2 separate regions of the Gossypium arboreum genome follow, and region 1 is linked to region 2. A link is a contact called in public Hi-C data. All regions are on one chromosome and are shown on one strand. The core of a region is the stretch at or near the end of the contact, and the rest is flanking DNA. Distances in the headings are between cores, read along the strand shown.

What was found. Hi-C and Micro-C count contacts between places; a contact is called where the count stands out from the background.
Region 1: a contact with region 2 is called in a Hi-C map of leaf, with 4 times the contacts expected there. The contact joins the promoter of LOC108473475 here to the promoter of LOC108460611 in region 2. A contact is called at or near these places in 2 of 5 Hi-C or Micro-C datasets (both in leaf).

What each region holds. Positions count from the first base shown.
Region 1 is chr1:27,500,226-27,507,137 of ASM2569848v2, forward strand. It overlaps LOC108473475, which reads right to left and starts at 4,008. Exons shown (of 11, transcript XM_017775050.2): 1 at 3,741-4,008; 2 at 3,398-3,649; 3 at 3,222-3,300; 4 at 3,017-3,111; 5 at 2,620-2,724; 6 at 2,455-2,534. The coding sequence starts at 3,628. LOC108473474 (probable methyltransferase PMT18) reads right to left here. Exons shown (of 7, transcript XM_017775047.2): 3 at 6,449-6,912; 4 at 6,031-6,241; 5 at 5,593-5,890; 6 at 5,017-5,484; 7 at 4,414-4,930. The coding sequence ends at 4,702.
Region 2 is chr1:27,315,861-27,323,475 of ASM2569848v2, forward strand. It overlaps LOC108460611 (trihelix transcription factor GTL1-like), which reads left to right and starts at 3,249. Exons shown (of 3, transcript XM_017760173.2): 1 at 3,249-4,409; 2 at 4,840-6,412; 3 at 6,513-7,280. The coding sequence starts at 4,027. The coding sequence ends at 6,566.

The sequences.
Region 1 (6,912 bases), core at 2,758-5,257, 190 kb after region 2:
TCCTCCTTGTTAATTCTAACACCTAAGTGTTTGCCTGCAAGGTCGGACTATTTCATATTTCAGTGACTCCAATCCTCATTCCATCCGTCCATTCCTCCATTACGCCAATTTTCCTATCTTCAACTAACCCACCAAATACTTCCCTTCGTATTCCACATTTTATAAACATACATTTCATACACATTACGTTCACTATTATAGCATGGAGTACATCACATATCAGTTCATCATTACGCAACCATATCATACATTCAGAGAACATACTTGCAAACATTCATATAATTGCACAGCCATATGCATGCATAGCCTTTCCAATCAGCCACGATCATATACAACCAGACCCAGTGCAGAGCATGCAAACATCACAACAACCAACAAACACCCAAAGGTCGAGTACAGAAACTCACCTGCTGTCCTTCCTCCCTGTCAGCTTAATTTTTCCAAATACTAGAGTCTACTCCATTCTGGTTAGCTAAGCATGACAACCAAATATATCAGTTAACTCGAAGGCATTCATCCTTTAAAATCCAAAATCCAGAAACTTACAGAAAACCTTTCAAATTTTACAAAAACCCCTAACTTCTCTTTTTCTCAAATCCACGATTATAGAAAGATTAAGAAACTTACCAATTCATCAAATTCTCATCTTTTTAAACTCAATCCTCATGTTCATCGCTCCATGCAGAGCTTTCCTTGAACTTTTTCTTCTTCGGAACAACTATATAAGAAGATGAAGAAGAGAAGAAAATAAAACAGAGTTGAGAAGAATTTTCCTCCCGGAATGACACTTCTCAGTTACATATAATCTTACATGTGGTCACCTAAAAACCCCATCAAAACCAGTGGCCAACATCATCATGTTTCTAATTCAGGAACCAGTCAGTTCCAACGTAACTAAACCAGAATTAAAACCCAACTAATTGTCATTTAGCCACTAAAATTTTTAGATTTTACAGTAGAGGTCGCCAAACCTATAGTCTCTTTCAATTAACCCCTAACTCTTTTCTTAATTTTGGACCTCTAATGAAAATCGGGTATGACAACTCTCTCACCCATAAATGTTATTTGAAAGCAACTAATTTTGACAGGTTGTAATGGCAAACAATGTTTTTTAAATCAAACCGGTGGTCGAATCGGTCAGGCCACCAATTCACTAGTCTGACCGATCCGACTAGTCCGATTAAAAAATTATTAAAAATTCAAAAAAAAATAAAAAATTTTAAAAATTCTGGTTCAATCCCCCCTTCAATCAGTTTTTTAGCCAATTCAACTGGTTCATACCGGTTCCTGATCTATCCAGTTCAAAGTCACTTTCCAAACCGATCTCCCAACTGGTTCCTAGTCCAACTAATCGCTTCGATTCAAACAACACTAGTTGCAACTAATGTACCGAACAAATTGGAAGGGGCTATATACCAAGTAAAATGCACGTACAGAACAACCTCTACTCTTTCTCATACCAATTTGGTCTGTACCCGAGACAAGTCAAGAAGTTTAAACTAAGTGCGATAAGAGACCATGCCAAGCTTTAAACTATGAGCAATAGGCCTATAACCATATCCTAATGGAAGATCTACACATTTGATCTCAAAAAGGAAGGAATAACAATGGATAAAACACCTAGAGCATAAAAAAATGGTTACCACCAAAACATAAAATCAATCCTAATGATGCAACCAAAGGATAAAGTTAGCAAGATAATGGACACCATTGTCTTTTTATGTCTTCACATCAACAATTGAGAGGGTGTACTCCATGCTTCAAAACTTAATGAGAAACAATGTCATCATTACAATAAGATAGAAAACCATACTAATGACCTCCCTCTTCTTAAGTCCTTTCTTTCCAGTTTGACGATCTTATGATGTCCAAACCTTCTCAAGTGTCTTACTCACTAACTTCCCATCTCCATACACCCACATAATCACACACAAGCAAGCACTCTGTACGGTGCATCCATCAAATCTAATAGTCCTAAACAATTGCACAAGTCCACCAACTTGAGGGTATGAGAGAATCATTAACATGATATGGTTACTCCAAAAGGAAAATAAAACATGGCAAGGATGATTAACATTAGTGCATAAACATACACCAGAACAAGGAAACTAGTTTCTGAATTTTTTCCAATGTTGTACCTTTCTAGGCATTACATCACAAACCAAGAAAGCCTAATTTAAAAGCATGTAGTTACCCATAAAAGAGTAACAAAAAGTAGAGAGGTGCTAGGAGTATGAACACATTTTCCACATTTTCCAATATGATCTTTGCCACAAGTCACCATTTACATTGACATTAAAACATCTCTCAAGTTACTATAATCTCAAGATTACTGCACACTACAAATTCATTTTTCTTGAAAAAGTTCCATTTATACAAAACAAAACTAGAAAGTAAACATGCTTGCTTTTGGAAAACATTTGAAAAGAAAAAAAAAGGATGGCATGCAATTACCATGGACGAATGTCACTTCCATTTGCTCGCAATATGTTCTCTCGCAAAGCCAAACCAGTGTTAAGGAACAACAACCATGCCTAATAGAGCATATACTCAGCATTAAACCAATAACAAAGGAACTGACTCTCAAACAAAAACCCTAAGGAATAATTCATAAAATACCTCGTACAACTGAACTGGAAATGCAGGCAAGCATCCTTCCCATATCCACGATCGTAAAATAAGCAAAATTAATGGAAAAAGAATAAACATTAAGGCAGTCCTATCCTGTTGAAGGGAGGTAGAATTTATTAAGAATATATAGTTAAATTTCAAATATCTTCTCTTTTAGCTTATAAAAAAATGATTCACGGATAGATCATGAATCAGAAAAACTTATACTACAACTTTGAGATGTCTAAATATACAATAGTAAGGGGTAACTAAATGCAAAAAAGAGGCAATATGTGAAATTGAGTTGATGCAATAGTGAAATTGAAGGACATATTGGGATGCCAACAACAAGACAATCAAAGAATCGAATTTTAGAAAAGGAGAGTTATAGTGAAGTAATGCTTACTCTGTAGCTATTATATTCCTCCTTAGCTTTCAACTGGATCTCTTTGCGAGATGCACGAACACTGATTGGTCCCAGAAACATCCTTAGATACCAACCTGCCATTCCCCAATTACCATTTCATTATTAATCAATTCATAACTCTAATACCAGGAAAATTAAATTACTAAAATTTTAAAAGAAAAAAGAAAGAAAGAAATTATTATACCCTGAGCATTGGCAGGAAGAAAACCAGCAGCGTCTCCATCGGTTATAATACATATCGCTGTCTGTAAATCCTCTTCCAGCTGTTTTCAGATCCAAATTTCAGGATTTGTTTCTTTTTCCAAATTTAAAAATGGAAAATGAAAAACGAAAAAAGAAGATGCAAAGTGGGGAGTTTACCTTGTCTGCAAGTTTGGGATCCAAAAGCTTCTGAGAGAGAACGGTAGTAATGGAGGAACGGAGGTGGCGAATAGAGGAATCGAGAGAATTCGCCTTTAGGCGAAGAGATTGCTCGTCGTTGGATATCATGGATATGAGGCCCGCGCCTGCTTCTTGCAACTCTCTGGCTTGCTCCATCACCTTCCCTACTTCTTCTTCCATTTCATTCGTCGATTCCTCCACATTCTCCATCTTCTACTCCTTGGGTTTTTCCTGATTATTCAAAAAAAAAAATTAAAATGAACGATGGTACCATGAAAGGGAAAGCAAATCAAAGGAAAAGGATTTCTGGTTCTTTTATTACGTGGACCGCGAGTAATTTGTCCCGCATTCCCACGCGACACCATTCAAATTATTATTATTATTATTTTAATTTTATTCGTCATTTTGTCCATTTATTTGAGAAAAATTTTAGCCTAAGAGGGTCCAAGTTGACTAGCAGGCAGCATTGGCAAGAACAACCTTGGCCTTTGTTGGCCTCAATGCCCACTACTAGCCAACGGTCTCTTTCGCCTTTTATTGAGTGAGCTTCATAACCCCACATGGGGGCAGGCAGAGCCCCTAAAGCAAAGGATTTTCATTTCAATGCTTGGCTATCACCCTCTAGCAACTACCTATTATCTGTTGCATGGCCATTGGCATTAGTTGGTCAGTTTGATGTTTAAGCTCAAGGGCTGGAAATCAACAATGGCCAATTCCGATGAATATAACTACAACAAAGGGGATTCCTTGGCCTTACGGGCTATTACAAGCTTCTGTACAAAGAGTTGCTGAAGAAAAACCAATTTGAAAGAACTTACAGAAGCTTTTGTTTAAGCTTTTCTTTGGAATGAACATTTTATTTTCTAAGATCACATTTCCAACAGTGCACCACAGTTCTTTGAATATGCGGTGGCTGCTGCTTTTGAAGAAGACAAACAGGTTTATCTTCTAATCCCTACCTTATCATCTCGCATTGCAATGTATATGATTGATCATTTAATTCAAAAACTGTAGGGGTAGGCTACAGAGAGCCTACTTTTCAATTACTGCAGACAGTGTACATATCTATTTAGCTTAAGACAATGGCAGTATCCGCTAGATTTGTAGTACAAAGAGAATCTGCTTAGTATTACAGTGCATCAATGAAATTAGACCATCAATAATTTTAATCAAACCCACCCTTTTACCCTTATCTTGGGTGAAATTTCAGTGATTTTGACTGTTCCCAAGACGAAAAATTGTGACAAATGAAGTGCAGAAAAGAGAGATGATTGAAATCCCAGTTAGAGCTGTTTTTGAGTTGCTTCACCAGTCCAGTATGTTTTGACAGCAACAAGAATCTTCTCTGGATTGAAAGGTCCGCTTTCATGGTCAATTATCTGACTCTTCCATCTCATTCCATCTGTTATACTCTGGATCTTCACAAGCAGCTCCACTGTGTCCCTAAATATAACGGTCCCTTCCGGCCTCAGAATCCGATCCATATCCAGCAAGATGTAAGTGATGTCACACCTTCAATGAAAAATATATAACATCAGTTCAACCACAATTACGAATTACGTGCTCATGATTGAGAATACCACCTCTCATAACATTACCTGTTCTGGTATAAAGTAAACAAGCCACTAGCATGGATGAGATCATATGTTCTTGGATATGTTGAGAATGCCTCACACCAGTCCTGGTAGGTACCAATTAAACCTCGCTCATAAATAACTCCCAAAGTGTCATGATTTGAATTTATAGGGACCACGTTCATGACCCAAACTGGATAATTTAACATAGCTGTTGCAAATCCCCCAATGTAAGCATTCATGTCCATAATATTCCGATATCGTCCAGTGGGAAGTGGACTAATGATTCGTTTGTAATGTGCTACTCTTTCCTTCCAAAGTTTATTATCCTCTTCGAATCTCTCAGCTGTGATGCCTGGTGTTGAGCCACTCCTAATTCTAGGAGGAACAGCGGATGCTCGCTCTGGCCATTTTTCCATTGCCCCACCAGCAACATCATCTGAGCTGCTTACTTCAGGAAGTGGAGTTACACAAGCTTCCAAATTCCGGTACCTTTTTAGCACAAATGACAAAAGGAAAATGAGACCACAGTGGACAATATGAATAACAGAGTATGTATCAAGGAGGAAACAAGAACATGAAGGACACCAATGAGAGTACCAAGCTGTGTCTGGATCATCTGACTCGCACATGTGCGGTGCTTTCAAGAGCTTCTTACTTCTGAGACACTCAACATGGTTAATGGGCTTTTGCCAAACCGATAGATCATTCTTTTCAATCACTTTCTTCCAGCATAGGCTTTTGGCAACATCTTCAATAGCATCTTGCTCTTGTTTTAAGTCCTCCCGTGTCCTTTCCCAGCCTCTCCAGAACTTCTTCCAGTGAATAGGGGGACCGGAAAGAACCCAATAACCACCAGGCCGTAGAATCCGGTCCACTTCAGCGAGGTACAAACCATCTATACCAATTAAATGAAACCATTAGCTTAACACAACTTTTAAACCTACAAAGCAAGGAGATAGAGGGTAGTAAAACGGTCATTGCACCTTCCTAACAGAGTTAATCTCATTTTTGAAAAAAGACGTGCAGATCCCTTACCATATTTTTGCCAAGGGATCAAGCAGCGAGAACAATGAGCCAAGTCAAAAGCCCTAGCGGGGTATGGAAGCCTCTGTGACCCCATAATTCCAATCATTGCTGGAACTCCACGTTCCAGCGCAAACTGGACCTGTGCTTCGTGCGTATCTCTTGGAGCAAAAGACATTGTCAAGATATTCCTATTCAAGAGGTAAGCACCAAAACTTGCAACCTAACACCAGAGTAAAGAAGAAAATAATTACTAGCAATTGAAGTACCAGTTAATAACATAGACTGAAAGTGGATATGGACTTCGTAATAGAACAGGAGTCGAAAGCAATTGATGATTGTAAAAGATTTATAGCCCAAAATAGACAGCAACAAATTACGAAGCATGGGAAAAGATGCAAGTAAATTGAAAAGGATATTCGTTACTTACCCCACAGCCAGTATCAATTGCTGTTCTAATAGTTCCATCGGTAAGAGGAATGAGCCTGCCAATATCATCGATATATGCATCAGCTCCCCGAGGGAACATGGTACCTCCCCCAGGGAATCTAAAACGATTACCCTCTAATTGAATCCAATTCTGAATAGCCTTCTCAATGCTGAGTTCTCTGTGGGGGATATTGCTGTACCAGGCATAATCTCGGCTCTGAGGCCACTTGAAAGGGGTCTTATATTGTGGAGGAGCAGGTATAAGACAACGGAGAAGTTCTTCCTTCGCGGGACAATGCCGCTCTCTGTATTTCAACATGTTACGATCGAATTTCCTTCCTCTCACTTTATCTTGACAGGGGGTGTACTCACTGAATGACATATCACATGATGGGAACTGATTGACTGTTTTAGAACTGTTAAGCACAACTTGATGATGGCTTGCAAAGTCCAAGTTGGTTGATG
Region 2 (7,615 bases), core at 1,999-4,498:
TTCTTAAATATAATAAGTTTTAATTATTTTATTACTTTACTCGTGTGTGTTTTTAATTTAAAATTTCAGTAAAATAAAAGAATATTAACCCTGAATTGTGTCCTCATAAAACATAGCCCTTTAATGTGTATGCCATTATTAATCCTGCTTGGCATAACAATGACATAATTAATCATGCTAAATTATGACCCTAAACGAAATTAGGTAAAAAAATATGTAAAAATTTAATGAGATCTGAATTGAAATGGTAAAATTAAATTTATGGATGATTTGATAAGAATAATATTTATATATTTTTAGATTTTTATTGATTCTTAATACTAATTTAATCAAAGATTTAATAATATAAGTCAACTATAATCTAAAAAGTTTTTTTTCTTTTAAATGTTTTATATCAATTTATTTTGGCATGAATTTATTAGATATTTGGGGAAAAAAAGAAATGAATAATTTAGGGATGAAGATTCTTGAAAACCATAATATGATACCAACAAATCCTAATGTTAATTTTCTATGATATGTATTGGCATCATTAAAATGATACCTAATGCCCTCATGCTTTAGATTGAGGGTTTGTAGCTGTCATGTTGAATTATAATTTTGCTTGCTTCATCAACATTATAATTATTTACAAATTTGAATTATTAATTAACATTTATTTCTAGTAATTTCTTTTAAAATCTAAACCAAAATAATACTCATGTTACAATTTTTAATATATATCTAATATGTACCGATTTATATATCTAATTCATAAATTTTAAACTTTTTGTATTTGTTTAAAGTTATTTTTAATAATATTATTTTAAAATTTTAAAATTTTCATTAAAAATATAATGTATTTTATAATTATATCCAATACTAATTGATTGAGTAAAATGACTTTCATTTAATATTAATATTGAATTCTATATATGAATAATCTTTACCTTCTTCTCTTTAATTTAATTAAAAAAAATTAAGATAGAAAAGATTGAACAAGGTAAGGTAAAAGGAAGGGAATGTAAAATTAGTTAATAACAATCTATACCACATATAATTAAATTTATTTTACACCTAAAATTATGTAATAAATATATTTATTAAAAGTTCACCTAAAATTAATTAATGAGTTAGTTACAATGGTAAAATTATTTATTTATCATGCATGATGTATAAATTCAAAATTTTCATTATCTATTTATCAAAATTTTATTGATTTATTATATAAAAATATATTATCATAAAATATAATTTAATCTATATTTGAGAGGGTATTTTAGTAATTTCATAATTGTGTGGTGTCCAATTGACCCGTAATATCAATTCAATAAAACACTTAAAATAAGTATATACTGGATTTTCATACCCACAATGTAGGTGAAAGAAAAATATAATATTAAAATTTTATTTATAAAAAATAAATATTTGAGTTATAGGTGAAATGGTAAAATATTTATAATTAAACATTATGTAAGTCGATTAGGTTAAATCCTTACCTATTACATTTTTAGTTGTTTTATTTAAACCTTTCACATAAAAATAATAAAAGGCAAAAATAGTATTATATTAATATTAATATTAATTTCTTATTGGAAAATGATTTTTAACGAATTTTTAATTGAGTTGATTTTGAGATAGATATAATGCTTTTGATTAAGTTGGTGTCACCTAGATATGATCATGAGTTGGGCCATTTATCTAGGCCTGAAAGTTCGCCTGAAAAGTGAGAGGGTTTAGGCAAAAAATAAGGCTCGCTTTCTGAATGGTTGAACCTCAATTAGTTCTTTTTGCTCGAATCACATGTTGTTCTTTTTAATTATTTTTAATTTGTTAAAAAAATTTATTTCAATATATTTAGTGTATTTAATACATTATATTTTTATATAAATAATTATCTAAAAAATTTATTATGATCGAGCTAGGTCGGGTACAAATTTAATATTTTTAATATGGGTTGAGTTTGAACAAAATTCTACATCATTTAACTCATGATCAAATCTAATATCATTTATCAACCTAGTCTCAACTTTCTAATCTGTAACTCTGATGTGAATTTATCCAAAATTCATTTATTTTACAAAATAAAAACTATTGTTTTGAGGATATTCATATTTTTTATATTTTGATAAACGTAATAAATTATAAGCCTATAATGGAGATTGAAGCCAAGATGTTTGCTGTCTGAATTTTACTATTTCATATTAACATTTAAAATATATTAAAATTGATTACATAATTGTTTCAAAATAATAATAATAATAATAATAATAAAAACAAAAGTAAAGGTCCCCAATGCACATGGAACTTAGAAAGGGGGGGCCGACAAGTTCGTTTAAACAAAGTCATATCAAAGTGACAACACAAGGGGGGCACTTGTTTGCTTAATTGCTTTAACTATGGTTTAAGCCTTTAAAAGGTATGGTAGAGTATGGGATTTAAATTCCTTCCTTTTTTTCTTTAATTGTAAAACACACAATTAAGTAGCCAACGTCTACGTGCATGCTTGTATTACCAAAGGTAATGTAAAGCCTCAATTAACTGCTTGTTTCAAACCTACGTATTTTATTCTAATTTCTTCTTTCTCTATACTTTCCCCGTTAAAACACCCAATTAGAATTTCACAAAATAATAATAATAATAATAATAATAATAATAATAATAATAATAATAATAATTAGAGATTAACTAAAAAAGAAGAAGAAGAGAGAGTTAGATTTAGGTCAATTTCAAAAGGACATAATTGGAGCGGCAGAGAGAGATGATTAGGCTTTGGCACTAGATTTCTTTTTATTATTTGAAATTCCTAACACTCGACTTTCAGACTTGAGATATAGCTTTTTTGCCCCCTTTTTATTTTGGTCTAATTATAGTGTTGGCCCCTATATTTTTTTAAATTTAAAATTTAATCGTTTTACTTTTAATTCTAAAAAGTTATTTTTTTACACTTTTGGTTTATTAATTGAAATTCAATAGATAACATCTTCAGAAATAACTTGTCAAATTGAATTACGAAAAAAGTATACTTCTTTAAAATGGTAGTGAAGAACTTTACAACTCAAATTTAGAATACAAAATCTTATAAATTTAGATTTAATATTTTTATTCACTTATTTAATATTTTATGCTTGAGTAATATTAATCATGTATAAAATTCAATTTAATTGAATTCCAATTATTAAATTAAAATAATATAAAATTAAATTTATATTTAATTATAAATTAAATTTCATATATATAAATATATGAATTGAGAGCGTAATTAAATTGTTTAAAAGGGGAAAAAGAGGAATAATTGAATAAGAAGAAATGTAAGGAGGCAAAAGTGGGTTTAACAATTATTAGCTGCAAAGTGAGAAAGCTCCTGACAACAAAGCATCATCTATACCTCCCTTTGTTTTTGTTTTATCATTTCTATGATTTCAGTTTCATCTTTATTTTCATTTCCCCCACCTCCCTCCCCCCTCTTTATTTCTCTCTCTCTCTCTCTTAATCATCATCATCCTCGTAATCGTCATCTCCATTCATTTGTTCTCTCTCTCTCTCTCTCTCTCTCTCTCTCTTTCTTCTTTATTCTGTCCTTTATTATTATTTTTCTTCAGATCGATAGGCGCAGTTGATTATGATTATACCCTTTCCTCCTCCTCTTCCTCTCTTTCTTCTTTACTGCTGCTAGCTCACCTCCCTCCCTTTTCTTTTTTTACTTCTCGAAGATGTCACCACTAGCTCTTCTCTCTTCGATCTTATCTATTTAACATCGTCCAATTTCTCAACCAACTTTCTCTGTTTTTATTTTTTTGGTTAACTGGGTTAGACCCCATTACAACGTGTCGATCACCGGAGCGGCTCCCCCCTCTCGCATCGAAGCTGTGTGGGGGAGGAGGGCGGAGAAAGAGCAAACACAGTGAGTGAGTGAATTGAAGTGAATTGTTGTGTATGGTATTTCTAAGAACAAATGGAAGTGGAACAATCTTCATGCAACATTCATAGGATATGAAAGATTATTATTGGTGGGAGAAAAATAAAACAAAACAGATTTCCAAGTAGATGCAGCAAGGCGGCGGCAGCGGAGGGCATCAATCTCAATATGGGGAGATGGGTGGTGGTCCAACGACTGATGCAACGAGTAGCAGTCACATGGTGAGCGAACAGTCGGAGCAGTTGGAAGAGGCATCTCCTATAAGTTACAGGCCACCAGCTGCTGCCATTGGGAATCCCGATGAATTGATGATGAGGTTAGCCGAGGAAGGAGATGAAGGGGATCGACTAGGTGACGACCACGGCTGCGTAGGAGGGGGAGCTGGTGGAGTTGCAAGTGGCAATAGGTGGCCCCGTCAAGAGACTCTTGCACTTCTGAAGATTAGATCAGATATGGATGGTATTTTTCGTGATGCCACCGTCAAAGGCCCTCTTTGGGAAGATGTTTCCAGGTAAATCAAACCAACCCAATTTCAGTTCCTTAAATAATAAAATTACAGCAAATTCCAGTAAAAAATTTTATAATCATTTCCTGAATGCATTTCTCTCCATAAGCACATGGTTTCTATCTGTTTCCATCACAATTCACGAGCTGGGGCATCTTCATTTTTCTTTTTATAATTAATTAAAGAATAAGTAAAGGCTGAAAAGGCCCAGATCCGCTGCATGAACTCTAACCAATCCAATCTTTTCCATTTTTATATTATATGTATATGTATATATATTCCTCTTTATTTTTTTACTTACCACTAGTAGTATTATTCACGTCTTTTGAAATTAGCAACCCAGAATTTGAAAATCCCGAGAGAAATTCCTTTTAATTTTAAAAGAAAAGAGTTTGATTATGTGTTATGTGAGTAAACAAGGGGCTGGGTTTGGCAGGAAGTTAGCGGAACTTGGTTACAAAAGGAGTGCCAAAAAGTGCAAGGAAAAATTCGAGAACGTCCACAAGTACTACAAGCGGACAAAAGATGGTCGAGGTGGGCGTCAAGATGGTAAGAGTTACAAGTTTTTCAGCGAGCTAGAGGCTCTTAATACAACTTCTGCCACTCTGTCAAAACCACCCATCACGCCAGCCACCTCCGCCAGCCTCGACGTGGCTCCCATTTCGATTGGAATCCCTATGCCCATCTCTTCCGTCAGGATTCCACCTACTACTACTACTACAACTGCTATCCCAATGTCCTCGTCTATGTTACCCATGCCTGGATCCGCTCCACCACCTCCTCCTGCCACTCCATTTGGAATCAGCTTCTCTTCTAATAGCTCTTCCTCTTCTCAGGGCTTTGAAGATGAAGATGAAATCTGGAGGGAACCGTCGACGGACATGGGTGGCACTAGTCGTAAACGTAAAAGGCAGTCGTCGTCAAGAGAGGGTGGTAGTAGTAGTAGCAGGAAGAGGATGATGGAGTTCTTTGAGGGTTTAATGAAACAGGTGATGCAGAAACAAGAAGCGTTGCAGCAAACGTTTTTAGAATCCATAGAGAAGAGAGAGCAAGATAGGATGATTAGAGAAGAAGCTTGGAAAAGACAAGAGATGGCAAGATTGGCCCGCGAACATGAACTTATAGCTCAAGAACGAGCCATTGCTTCTTCTAGGGATGCTGCCATTATTTCCTTTTTGCAGAAGATTACTGGTCAGACCATTCAGTTACCCACAACTGTTAGTACTATCCCCTCGGTTACTATCCCCTCGGTTCCACCTCCGCCGACACAACCAGCCACACCAGTTGTTCAACCACCGACTCCAATTCCTACAGCGGCTCCACCATTACATCATCCACCATCGTTACCGCAGCAAAAGTCACATTTGCACCATCAACAGCAGCAACAAGCTCAAAATACCCAACTTCTTGTGAAGCATAATCAACAACAGGAGCCTATACCTTCGGAAGTGATAATGGCTATCCCGGAGCAAAAGGTGCCACCACAGGAAATTGGTGGGAGCGAGGGCATTGAGCCTGCATCGTCTAGATGGCCTAAAGCCGAGGTTCTAGCACTTATAAACCTAAGAAGTGGGCTTGAAACCAGATATCAAGAGGCTGGGCCCAAGGGTCCTCTTTGGGAAGAAATCTCCGTTGGTATGAGCAGGATGGGCTATAAAAGAAGCGCCAAACGATGCAAGGAAAAATGGGAGAACATCAACAAATACTTCAAAAAGGTCAAAGAAAGTAACAAGAAACGCCCCGAGGATGCCAAAACCTGCCCATATTTTCATCAACTCGATGCCCTTTACCGTAAGAAAATACTTGGAAGTGGTTCCAGTAGCTTCAGTGACCAGAATAGGCTTGAAGGAGAAACATCACAACAGCATCAAGATCCTCCTATGGAAGCACCACAGCCTAGTCATGATCAATCTGAAAATAAAACTGGAACCACTATTGATGTACTGACAAGCAAAGAAAATTCACCTGGGAGTCTCTTTGGAAAAGGAAACGGTAGAGCCACCAAGAAGGTAAATTTATGTTCTTGTCTTTTTTTACTCGTCACCATATTTTCAATTTCCCCTTTTTGCATTTGGATAATCATAAAACCAGTTCATATGATTATTTTAGTCAGAAGATATTGTGAGGAAGCTGATGGAGGAGCAAGAGATGCAAATGCAATAGCAACAACATGCAGTGGATGGCTAATGGCTATGATCTATAAGGTTGACTAACCTTATAGTGAGAATATATATGGACCATGAAGAGAACGAGAGAGGGATACTTTTGCCCATGTCAGGCAGCTCCATCATTTGAAACTGTACCCTATGTACTTATCTCTGCACAAGTTTTGTTTCTCTCCTACTTCAACTTCTCAGTCCTTCCGTCAGCCTTTCAATAATTTCAGTATCATGATCATCTTTGTCATTGTTTTTTTTTTTCCTTCTTTCTTCAAAAAAGCCTTGCTGATACTGAAAGTCTGAAACAGACTTCTTGGAAGTCATGCAGTCCCATCCCACTTGCATTTATATCTTATCATAATTTTCAGTTCTTTGATTTGTTGGTGAATAAAGGAATTTCGTTTCAAAAAGGAAACGAGAAGATAGATTGAATTGAAGCAGATGAAAATAAGCTTAGGTTTGGTATACCAGCAACATCAATATAAAAAAAAAAAAACCATCAAAAGTACCATAGAAAGGAAGAGAATAGAAGATCAGTCAGTGACCAAGTTATTGTAATTTCGTGTAAGTAGTAGAAGCACATGCTAATTTATTTTACATTTCATAAGTTTTTCCTTGTTCATCAGTTTTTATTTTTTTTCTCTTGCATGCTTGGTTTCAATGAAGAAATGGAAATGAAAAACAAAATCATGACAAGTTTCCATCCTTTTTTTGCAAATTTCCATTTTTTTGTGATCATCTTTGTCAACTGTGTAATGCGCACTTAGATGTTAATGGTTCTTTCCTGTTTTTAACTTTGTGGTCATCAAATTCCCTTTCTCCCTCCTTTTTCTTCCATTTGTTATATTATTATTACGGTTGTGTGTTATTCCATGAGCTTGAGTTATGTGATTATGGTTGCCATTTGCGATAATAATTTTCCCGTGTATTTTGTGCTGTTTGATTTTACTGTTAAACCCATATTTCTTTCCATTTTTCAATTGTTTAGTGTTGAATCTGTAATTTTGAACGTATCTATCTGTATTCCCCTTTATAATGCTTTTGATTTGAAAA